Regions from separate parts of the Urocitellus parryii genome. Here region 2 is linked to region 1. A link is a contact called in public Hi-C data. All regions are on one chromosome and are shown on one strand. Each heading gives the region's core, a stretch centred on a gene start, on an enhancer-like site or on the middle of the called end of the contact. The rest is flanking DNA. Distances are from core to core; before and after follow the strand shown.

What was found. A called contact is a pair of places that touch in the nucleus more often than the background predicts.
Region 2: a contact with region 1 is called in a Hi-C map of liver, with 6 times the contacts expected there. The contact joins the promoter of Sptbn1 here to the promoter of Cimip6 in region 1. A contact is called at or near these places in 2 of 2 Hi-C or Micro-C datasets (liver and muscle).

The regions. Positions count from the first base shown.
Region 1 is chr12:75,128,030-75,132,993 of mUroPar1.hap1, reverse strand. Cimip6 (ciliary microtubule inner protein 6) reads right to left here and starts at 2,211. Exons shown (of 5, transcript XM_026399932.1): 1 at 2,186-2,211. The coding sequence starts at 2,211.
Region 2 is chr12:75,271,883-75,276,846 of mUroPar1.hap1, reverse strand. Sptbn1 (spectrin beta, non-erythrocytic 1) reads right to left here and starts at 2,340. Exons shown (of 36, transcript XM_026399890.2): 1 at 2,130-2,340.

The DNA of each region.
Region 1 (4,964 bases), core at 962-3,461:
CTTGAGAAGAAGATTTACATTAAACAGGGATGAGAGGTGGGAGGGAAAGGGAGTGAGAAGGGGAATCGCATGGAAATGGAAGGCAATCCCCAGGGTTATACAAAATGACATATAAGAGGAAAGGAGGGGTAAGACAAGATAATACAAATGGAAGAAATGATTTACATTAGAAGGGGTAGAGAGAGAAAAGGGGAGGGGAGGGGAGGGGAGGGGGGATAATAGAAAATAGGACAGACAGCAGAATACATCAGACACTAGAAAGGCAATATGTCAATCAATGGAAGGGTAACTGATGTGATTCAGCAATCTGTATACGGGGTAAAATTGGGAGTTCATAACCCACTTGAACCAAACCGTGTAATATGATGTATTAAGAACTATGTAATATTTTGAAAGACCAATAATAAAAAAAAAAAAAAAAAGAAATGTGGGACTGGGCTTGTGGCTCAGTGGTAGAGCCTTTGCCTCACATGTGTGAGGCACTGGGTTCAATTCTCAGCACCGTGTATATCAACAACAAAAATATTTAAAAAAAAGAAATGTGAAATATGACTCTTCAGTAATTTCTTATAGAAGGAAAACAGATAAAAACCCTAATGGGCTCTGCAATTAGTCAGATCTGGATTGGAATCACAACTCTGCCATTTAATATCTGAACTTCATTTTCCTCATTGGTCTGATAAGAACAATATCTATTATGACAGATGTGAGAATAACCCTGAATAATTCATTCTTCCAATAAATAGTCACTATGTGCCACGTGCTGTTTGAGGTATGGAGGATACAGCAGTGAAAACAGAAAAATCACTGCCCTCATAGAGCTTACATTCTAGCAGGGGAAGGCAGATGATATATAAAATAACAAATGCACAGTCTTTTATATGGTGTTAAGTGGTGAGGACAACAATAAAGCAGGGAAAAGGAGTGCATGCATGTGGGAGGTAGGCTGCATTTTTAGGTAGGGTGGAGGCTGCTTTGTGAAGGTGGCAATTGAAAAAAGAAACGGGGGGGGGGGGGGGGGGGGGGAGCTAAGTGCATATTTGAGGGAAGAGCATTCCAAACCAGTGAACTGTAACTGCAAAGCCTTGCAGCAGGAATGTCCCCATCCTTAGCACGGTGCTTCCTGAAGTGTGATTGCTGGAGTAAGCCTCATTGGCATCAATGTGACTTCGTTAGAACTACAACTTTAAAGGCATCATTTCAATACTAAATCATCATCTCTGGGGCTGGTTCCCAGGAACCTGTTTTAACCAGCTGTCTAGCTGACTCATATATGTTTAAGTTTGAAAACCACTCTTCCACCAACAAAAATGCAGGCTTTGGTTCCACTGATTCCACATCACTCTTAACTAGCTGTGCTACCTTGATTCAGTGGATCACAAAACATTCCGTACGTGGGAGGGCTTGTTAAAGCCCAGATTATTGGGTCCCACACCCAAAGTTTCAGATTCAGTGTGTTCAGATGGGGGATCCCCTAAGATTCTGCATTTCTACAAGTTCTCAGGTGATGCTAAGATGGTCTGGGAATCACGTTGAGATTCTCTGGAGAAAACAGCAAGAAGGCCTGTATACTAGAGCAGGGTCCTGCCAGAGGGAGGTAAGCAGTAGACAAGGTCAAGTAAGGAGAGAGAGGCAAATTGTGTAGGCCTCAAGTAGAAGCCTTGGCTTTTGCTGTGCTATGCACAATGGAGGATGGTGATCTAACCTACCTTGTAAAAAGACAATTCTGACTGCTATGTTGAGTTGCTGCAGAGGGGAAAGGAACCAAAGCTATTGCAGTCTCCAAGAGTGAGAAGCTGGGGCTTGGGACAGGGTGGGGATGATAGTGGAAATGATTAACAGTGTAGAGTCTGGATACTTTGCAAGGGTAAAGCCTACAGAATTTGCTAATAAGTTAAATGTGGGAAGTGAAAAGGAGTGGATGATTTCAAGATGCCTTCAAGAGTTTTAGGCCAGGCAATGCATGTGAAGTTGCTGACACACAATACTGTGAGCAGTCAACGGTGCATTTTAAAAATTGTTATGGTAAGCATTCAGCCCCTAGAAACCGCATTTAGGAAGGGAACTGGATGAGGTTTGGCATGGACAGTGCTGGGGACCACCCCTCGGGTTTCATCTAACTCTCCCTCTTAAGGAGGAAAATAATTATCGGAAGGAGAAATAAAAATCCAAACCCTGCACTTACTGCAGCTTTTCCTCCTTTCCTTCCATGGGCTCCTACAGCCTGGCACGTGGCAACGAGGAGCCTCTATCAGCAGAACGGGGACGTAGCCTTGCTAGGAATGAGGCCCGAGAGCGAGGCAACTGTGACTCTTGCGTTGCGTTGCTAAGCGACGGCGGCCTGGCAACACGGCCGCGGAAAGGGGCGTGAGAGCTGGACCCGGACGCGCAGGCGCAGTGATCGCGGTCGGCTCAGCTCTGTGGGCCGCGGCTGAGCTGCGCCGAGCCTGGCCGGGTGTTTAGGCGTCCGCCCCACCAACCCGCTGCAGGGTGGACACCCTGCGCTTGAACTTGCCCTTCCGCCGGTAGGGCCAGGACTGGTGTTTATCACCGTGACTAGGTCCTGGGTGGGAGGGATCAGCGAGGGTCGGTTTCCGGAGCTTCCCCCGCCGAGGGAAATGCTGCTCTGGTCTGCTCATCGTCCTCCCTCCAGAGCCCAGCAGGACGTTGCCCCGGTGTCCGCAGCTGCCAGAACTGGCTCCAGAAGTGCGGGCAGGCGGGAAGAAAACGTGTTTACTCGTGAGCCATTAAATACTGTGCAAGTCGTGATTCGCTTTCTCCGGTCAAGGAGAAAGCTTGGCTGTCACTGTTTACCACCAATTTCAAGCAAAATCTTTCCGGACCCTGTGGCAATGGTTAAAATAGAACAAGGGAACACTCATCTCCTGCAAATGAGGCTCCCTGTGGTGTGTGCATCTGTCCAAGGCTGAGCGGCCTTCAGAATCAGGCGCAGGGGATTGTAGGCTTAGGCAGCCAGCTGGTTGGGACTTGTTCGTGTAGCACTTATCCAAAAAGAGCAAGCTCCTGGGAGAAGCCCACAATTACTGCGTCCATGTCTGACCCTGGAATTTCTTACCTCATTTCACCATTGCCTTCCACTTTCCACTAACCAGAGCCAAACGTCTTTGGCATCAACCATGATAACTGTTACGCATTTTCCTGCATAAGGAAGGAAATGGAAAGGAAAAGTCCTCACTGAGTCGAATTCTTCTGCGTTTCCGGCTGTGTGCAAGTGCATACGTTTTGTAACCCAGAGTCAATTTGTATATTTGAGTTTTCCTTGGAGAGGTGTAGGAGAGTGGAGATTGGGCCTAATACCCATTGTACACATATGAGCTAAAGTCCTGGCAGGACGAATGTATGAATAGATTTGACACTCAGTGACCTAACATCTACTGCTCTGGTTTTATCTTAACGATTGTAGACACTGGATACCTGGAAGTAATGGGACTTTGAATAGTGGCTCCACCACTTAAACCAGTTAGTTTAAGAGGGAAGTGGCTTAACCTCACAGAGCCTCAATGTCTTCATTCACAAAATGTGAAAACACTAGGGTTGTTATGAAGTATAATTTGATACAGGCAGAGTACTAAGAGCAGTGTGTGATGCTTAGTATTTGCTTGGTCGCGATTAGCTTTCACTATTTTTTATTTGAGCAATTCAACCTGCCTATGCTGTTACATGTCCTTGAGGTTTAGTTGACATCCTTATCATTCCTTCTAATTTCTATTTTAGCCTTCACCAATCTCTTTGATTTGATTATTCAAATCACTTATCTTCAGGGACAGTCTCTACTACTTGTTAAAAAGAAATGAAAACATTTTCTCAACTTTCTGACTCTCAAATTGACAAATTCACCTGAACCCATGTGGAATGAGTTGTTTGCCTCTATTTTGAAAGTATTAGTCTAAAATAAAAACATTTATGTCACTATCGGAAACTGTTATGCAGTTTGCATATTCCTAGGATTTATTAAAGACCATGAGAAACTTTAAAACAAATTGTGCCACAAGGAAGTCACAATCTAGTTAGGAATACAAGAGAATCACACACACACAAAAAAAATGTGAACAAAACAGAAATGAACATATTATATAGCTGATAGTCACAAGTGTTAAATTTCAGTGCTGATGATAATATTCTATTATAATGATACACCATTTATTCTTGTTGTATTCTCTGTAGGGCGATGGCATAATTGTATGGATTTTACAATAATTATTGACTATTTATATAGAAAAGCACTGGACTACTTTAGTAGTATTTTACTAATAATTATCTGACCTAAAATACATACTTAAAAATTCTCCATGATGTAGATTCTCACTTGTAAAAAAAAAAAAACTGAAAAAAATCAGTAAAAGATGTGACTTTCTCATTTGTGATAAGTAGTCTGAATGTTTACCAACAAAGTAGTTAGTTTACTAACATTGTTCAAGTTAAAAAATACCAGTGCTGTTTGAGCTAGCCAGCATACCTTCTGTGAGGGACCACAAGAGAATGGAAAGTGCTCATGCAAAATGTTATAGATTCAGAAAATTATCAATATGTTTTGGACCACAGGAAAATATCAAAAGAACAGTACAGTTGTATATCCTTGTAGGAAAGCTGGGGTTCAGGGAGATTCAGTTTCCTCTGAGTCTTTTTTTAAGTGATGTTGTTGGGATACAGGAAAGGATTGCAAACATATGGCATAAACAAAAGCTAGCCCAAATTCTATTTTTAAAAAAACAGATCATTTATTTGCCTCATACACATGTGTTGCAAGGATTAAATGAGAAAATTCATTCAGTGAACTTATCCCAGCACATGGTAGCACTATTAAAAGCTAGCTGTTAGTATTCTTCCAATTTTTATAATTGGTAAGGTGGAAGTTTCATTGAGTGCACACATTATATTGCCTTTGTTTCATTATCTTAGACTGTAAGACATTAATAAACCAAAATAAACATTAATCGAGGGCC
Region 2 (4,964 bases), core at 1,091-3,590, 140 kb before region 1:
ACCATTTCATTCTGATTGGACACCAGCCACAGAGCCACCAGTAGTCTGCCCTTTCCACCCCCTCCCCAGTCACAAGTGTTTTTTTTTTTTAAAGCATAAGAAAATACATACAAACAAACATAAGTGTAGCCTATAACCATCACAATTCCGTTAGTCATGTCTGGAGACTTAACCTATTAAAATCAATAAAATCTGAATACTAATTAATTACTAATCATGACATTTATCTACCCTAATAATCCTTCAAAAAGAATACAAATATGCAGTTGTACTTGACTTGCACAAAAAGCAAATGATAAAATCGCAAAAACAGGTTAAAAGAACCAATTACTATTCATCAGAAACATAAATTCCTTTGAAACAACCTATGGAATGCTAAAATCATTATAAATGTTCCCAGTAACCTAAGAACTAAATGTATTAATTATTTCATTTTAAAAAAATGATTTCCTATAGGAATTTTATATTTTCTTGGTACTGACCAAAGACAGAAGAGATGCAATAATGTCACAGCTGTTAAGGTCTAATTAACAAACAACTTTTCACAAATGAAAAAATTGATGCACAGCTGGGTTGTGGATACAGATTATGGGTGATACACAGAAAAGCTGCGACTGACAACCTGAATGCACCACTGCCTCCGCACACCACTGGGCCCTGTCCTTCTGCAGCCCCTCCCTAAGGCTCTGGTCCCTTGGTCGGAGATCAGACACCCATCCGCATCCGCTGGCCGGCTCCTTGGGCCTGCATTAGTGCTGCAGGGCGCCCCTTCATTCGAGCACAGCCAAGAGGCAGGGCAGGAGGGGTCACCCCAAAAGAAGACTCTCTCCCCCTCACACCTAGGTGACCTGGTCCTCCAGCAGCCACATCCAGCTGAAGCAGCATGACAAGGTAGAAGCAACTCCAGGCGCCGGCCTAGGGCAGCCCCGGGGCCTGGGTGGGGCCGGGCGGGGGCCGCAGGCGCCGAGTGGCCGTGCCAAGCCCCGCCAGCGAAAACTAGGGGAAGCTGCGATACTGCAGCATTGTGCTGCATCACGGCGAGGGCACCGCGAGCCATCCATCTTGCCAAAAACGCACATCCCCGCCCAAATAAATCCCACCGAATCCCTTTTTCTCCTCTGGTCGAAGTACCCCCACACTCGCCCTCTCCTCAGTATCTGCTCTGGCTTTGACTGGAAAAATAATGGACAACGTTTTGTGTACTATAAACCCCCACCCCATCTGATGGCACCACCTGGCACCTCTCCTATCACAAAAACAAAGGGAAGCCACCCCTCCAAAAAAGGGGCCACGGGAGTGGTATGAAAGGTGATAACGAGAGGGCTGCCAGCCCACCTCCCCAAGGCAGGCAGAAGGGTCCCCACGCTGGTACAAACCTGTTGAAGAGACGGTGGAAGGAGCCGATGGGCGGGCGCAGGCGGCTCGGCTCCCCGAGGCGGCTCACGCCCAGCCCTGGGAGAGTGGGGACGACAGGGAGGGCGGGGGGGGGCGATGCGGAGGGGGTGGTGAGCCGAGGAGCGGGTGGTGAACGCGAGGATGGGGCGGGAAAGCGGGAGGGGGCCGCGCGGCCGCCGCCTCCAGCTCAGCTGCAGCGCCGCACAGCCAGGACCACGCCTGGCCGCATCCCCGGCACCGTTACGCGCACAGCCGGGCCCTGTCAACGCCGCCCCCGCTCCCCACCCGCCAGGCCAAGGGGAGGGCACCTGAAAATATCCCCTTCAGTGGCCTACTCTGCATCCACCCTTGTGCCAAGGGTCGCTTCAAGGGGTTGGAAGGAGAAGGGTAGGAGGAGGAATCGGCGCTGCAGCGCTGGGGATGGGGCCCAAGAGCCGCGGTGCGCACCGCGGATCTGCGGCCGCCACACTGCGGAGTCCGCCGTCCCCCGCCCCGCATCACCGGAGTTCTAATAAGCGTCGGAGACCTAGGCTCCCCGCGTCGCCCCCGCCCGGTCTCTGCAGCCTCCCCGCCCCCACGCCGCTCCCCGGGCACAGGGCAACAGCGGGCAGCAGCGTCCTTCGGCCCTGGGCCCGCGCCCCTCCTTCCGCCCGCCCGCCCGTCGCCGCTGCGGAGCCTGCCCGGGAGGCAGCCCCAGTGAGTTGGCATCTTCCTGCCTCGGGCCCCCTACCTACCTCCGGGGATGGGGTGGGGGCGCCGGGGTCCCGTCCTCCTCCCGCTCCTCGGCGGCCGGGCGGGTGGGCCGGGAGGCGACTCCGCGGGGCTGTCCGCGGCTGGGGCCGGGGCTCACAGGACGGGACCGCTGGGCGCTGGTGCGCGGGGTTGCGCGCTCGCTCCGGGAGGAGAGGCGGCCGAGGGAGGGACTGGAGGAATCCGCAGCCTGCACGGCAACAGCTGCACTGATTCCGGGGGCTGGACGGGCGCGCGAGGGGCGGGGGGAGGAGGGGAGGAGAAAGCAGACAGGGAGGGGGCGAGGGGCGGGGAGAGGGAGCGCGCGGACGCGGCGCGGCGCGGGCTCCGACTGCGGGCGCGCGCACACACGCTCTCCCGAACGCCCTCCTCCGTACTCTCCTCTCTTCTCGCTCCCTCCCTGCGTAGTCCTCCCTCAGCTCCCGCTCTCAGCCCCGAAGCCAGATGCCGCCCACCCAGAGCCTGTTCAGCTCTGGAGCCGAACCTCGGGCGCGTCCACGCTTTCCCAAGCCGAGGCTCTTCCCCTGGCCCAGCTCGTACCTCGTCCCTAGTGGCGGGGAATGACTGATCCGGGTGGGCGCCGCTGCTGCCGCTACCCCAACAGAAGAACAATGGGGGCTTTGTCCCCACAGCCAGCGAGGCCCAATTTCACGTTTAATTTGAGGCTAATTCGATTATCGCCATGGAAAAGGGCAGCCTAATTTTCTCCGTGGCTTGGGCAGCCTCTTTTCGCCCGCGATGTTTGCGTTTAGAACGTGATGGAGAGTGCTGAGGGAGGTTTGAGAGTGTCTTTGGCTGGGTTGGCTTTAGATCTGGGTGAGGATGCCTTGTAGGTTCCGAGCTGCATGCATTAAGGTAGATGACGCTGACCCTATCCGTGGAAACCCTGAGTTGGGGGAAGTCGGGGTTCTTACTCATGAGTTAGTGTATTAAGCTCCTTCGTGAATGATTTTTCACCCTCTCCCACAGGGTAGTTGGGAACAGACCTTGCAAGTGGTTTATCCAACTCCTACCTCTCTCACCTAAGCACAGGCTCAACTTGAACCCGAGGCCAGGTGCTGGCCACTAGATACTCAGGAGTGGCTTTGTCCTTACTGCAGTGGAGGCCCCCCAAGACGACCTCAGGACTTGGGTTTTCCCTGAGACAGACTCTGGACATTTCCTTGAGTTTTTGTTAAGTGCAAGGGCCCCTTTTCAAATGTTTGCACCCCTTATTATCCCTCTACTACCACCCTGCCCCCACCAGCTTGCTGAGTACAAATTTTAGAACTACCACTATAGGGAAGAAAAGGTGGTGAATCACCATGACCACGGAATAGAAACCCTCTTTAGAAAACGGATGGAGAAAAATGGCTTTCTCCCTGCTCTGTAAGGTGCCCAAGGCACACTATAGGCTTTCTGAGAGAAGGCTGCCCTTCCTGTTTGGAGAAGTCCTGGGAGCTTTCTCCCCCGAAGATCTGATCACCTGGATGAAAAATATGGGACAGTTAAGTAGCTTGGATCATGCAAATCGACAGAACCTGGTCTGATGGGTTTTTATTTTTGTTGTACTTTTAAAAGGAATACTTTAGAATAAAACTAAATGAAATTGTTACTGGAAACTGAAGATGATTCTTCTTTTTAGGCCTTCACCATCAGTTTGTACTAAGGTTTACTTTTGATATATATGGAAAAAAATTAAGGAAAACAAATAATTAAAAAACAATATTTTTCTCAGAAGGTTGATCAATACAACCAGAAAGTAAACTCTCCAAGGGCAGGGTCTTTGTTCTTTGTTCATTTTATAGCAAGCACTTAGGAGGTTCTCAAGAATCTCTCAAATAGAATTGAACAGAACCAACATAGAAGTTGCTGCCCTCCTTAGGTAATACAGGAAAGCCATGAGAAATCAAAGTTGTTTCCTTTCACTTATTTACTTTTTACTATGGCCCCAGCACCTCCCACCCAGACAATGTTAATGGAATACCAAAGAAAACAACAGGCAATACTGGGAAATGCCACACTTCAAATTCTTCCAAAGCTATTCTGAAATGGTGACTCCTAAATGCTTCCTTTATCACAGATAACAGTATTTAAATAAATCTTCATTTGATGGATGACTCACTTTCCCTACCCCATTCCACTCCTACTTAAGTTTTTAAAATTTTCTTCAAAAAGAAGGGCCACACACAACCTTAGAGCTTTACTCTAGCAAAGCACCAGTAATTATTCCAAAACTGTGAGACAAGTATTCAAAATTTCACTGTACATACTTGCTTTACAATTTCAAATTCTCATTCTACAGTGAAAAAAAAAATCACCCAAGAGAGTCCAGGGTGCCAATGACCAAAAAGAAACAATTCGAAGAATAGACAATCTAAATCTAGAGAGATTATTGGAGAAGAAATCTCTATGAAAGGCAAAAATCTACAAAAGAAAAAAAATGTAAAGCTTTATTAGTGGTGGCAACTCAGAATTATTATTTCCAAATATCTAAGAAGCAACTTTGTTGAAGTTCATCTTCACATTACAATCAAGGCAAATTTAAATGACCCTAGAATTCACCAATATCAGTCTGTAACATATTGATAATCTCACTTTTAAAACTGTGTGATTACACATGACTTTGTCTTCATAGAAATAGTACTTTTTTACAAAATTTTTGCAAATATAAATTGTTACTTTAACTTTCCATTTAAAATGTAGGGAGAAAATCATGTTAACATATACATTAGTAATGTTATGAAGCTGTAACACACACATTTTTGAAATCTCATAAAGGTTCCCAAATCAACAAAGGTTAATTTATTGCTGTATAAAATCAACTGTAAACTGGCCAT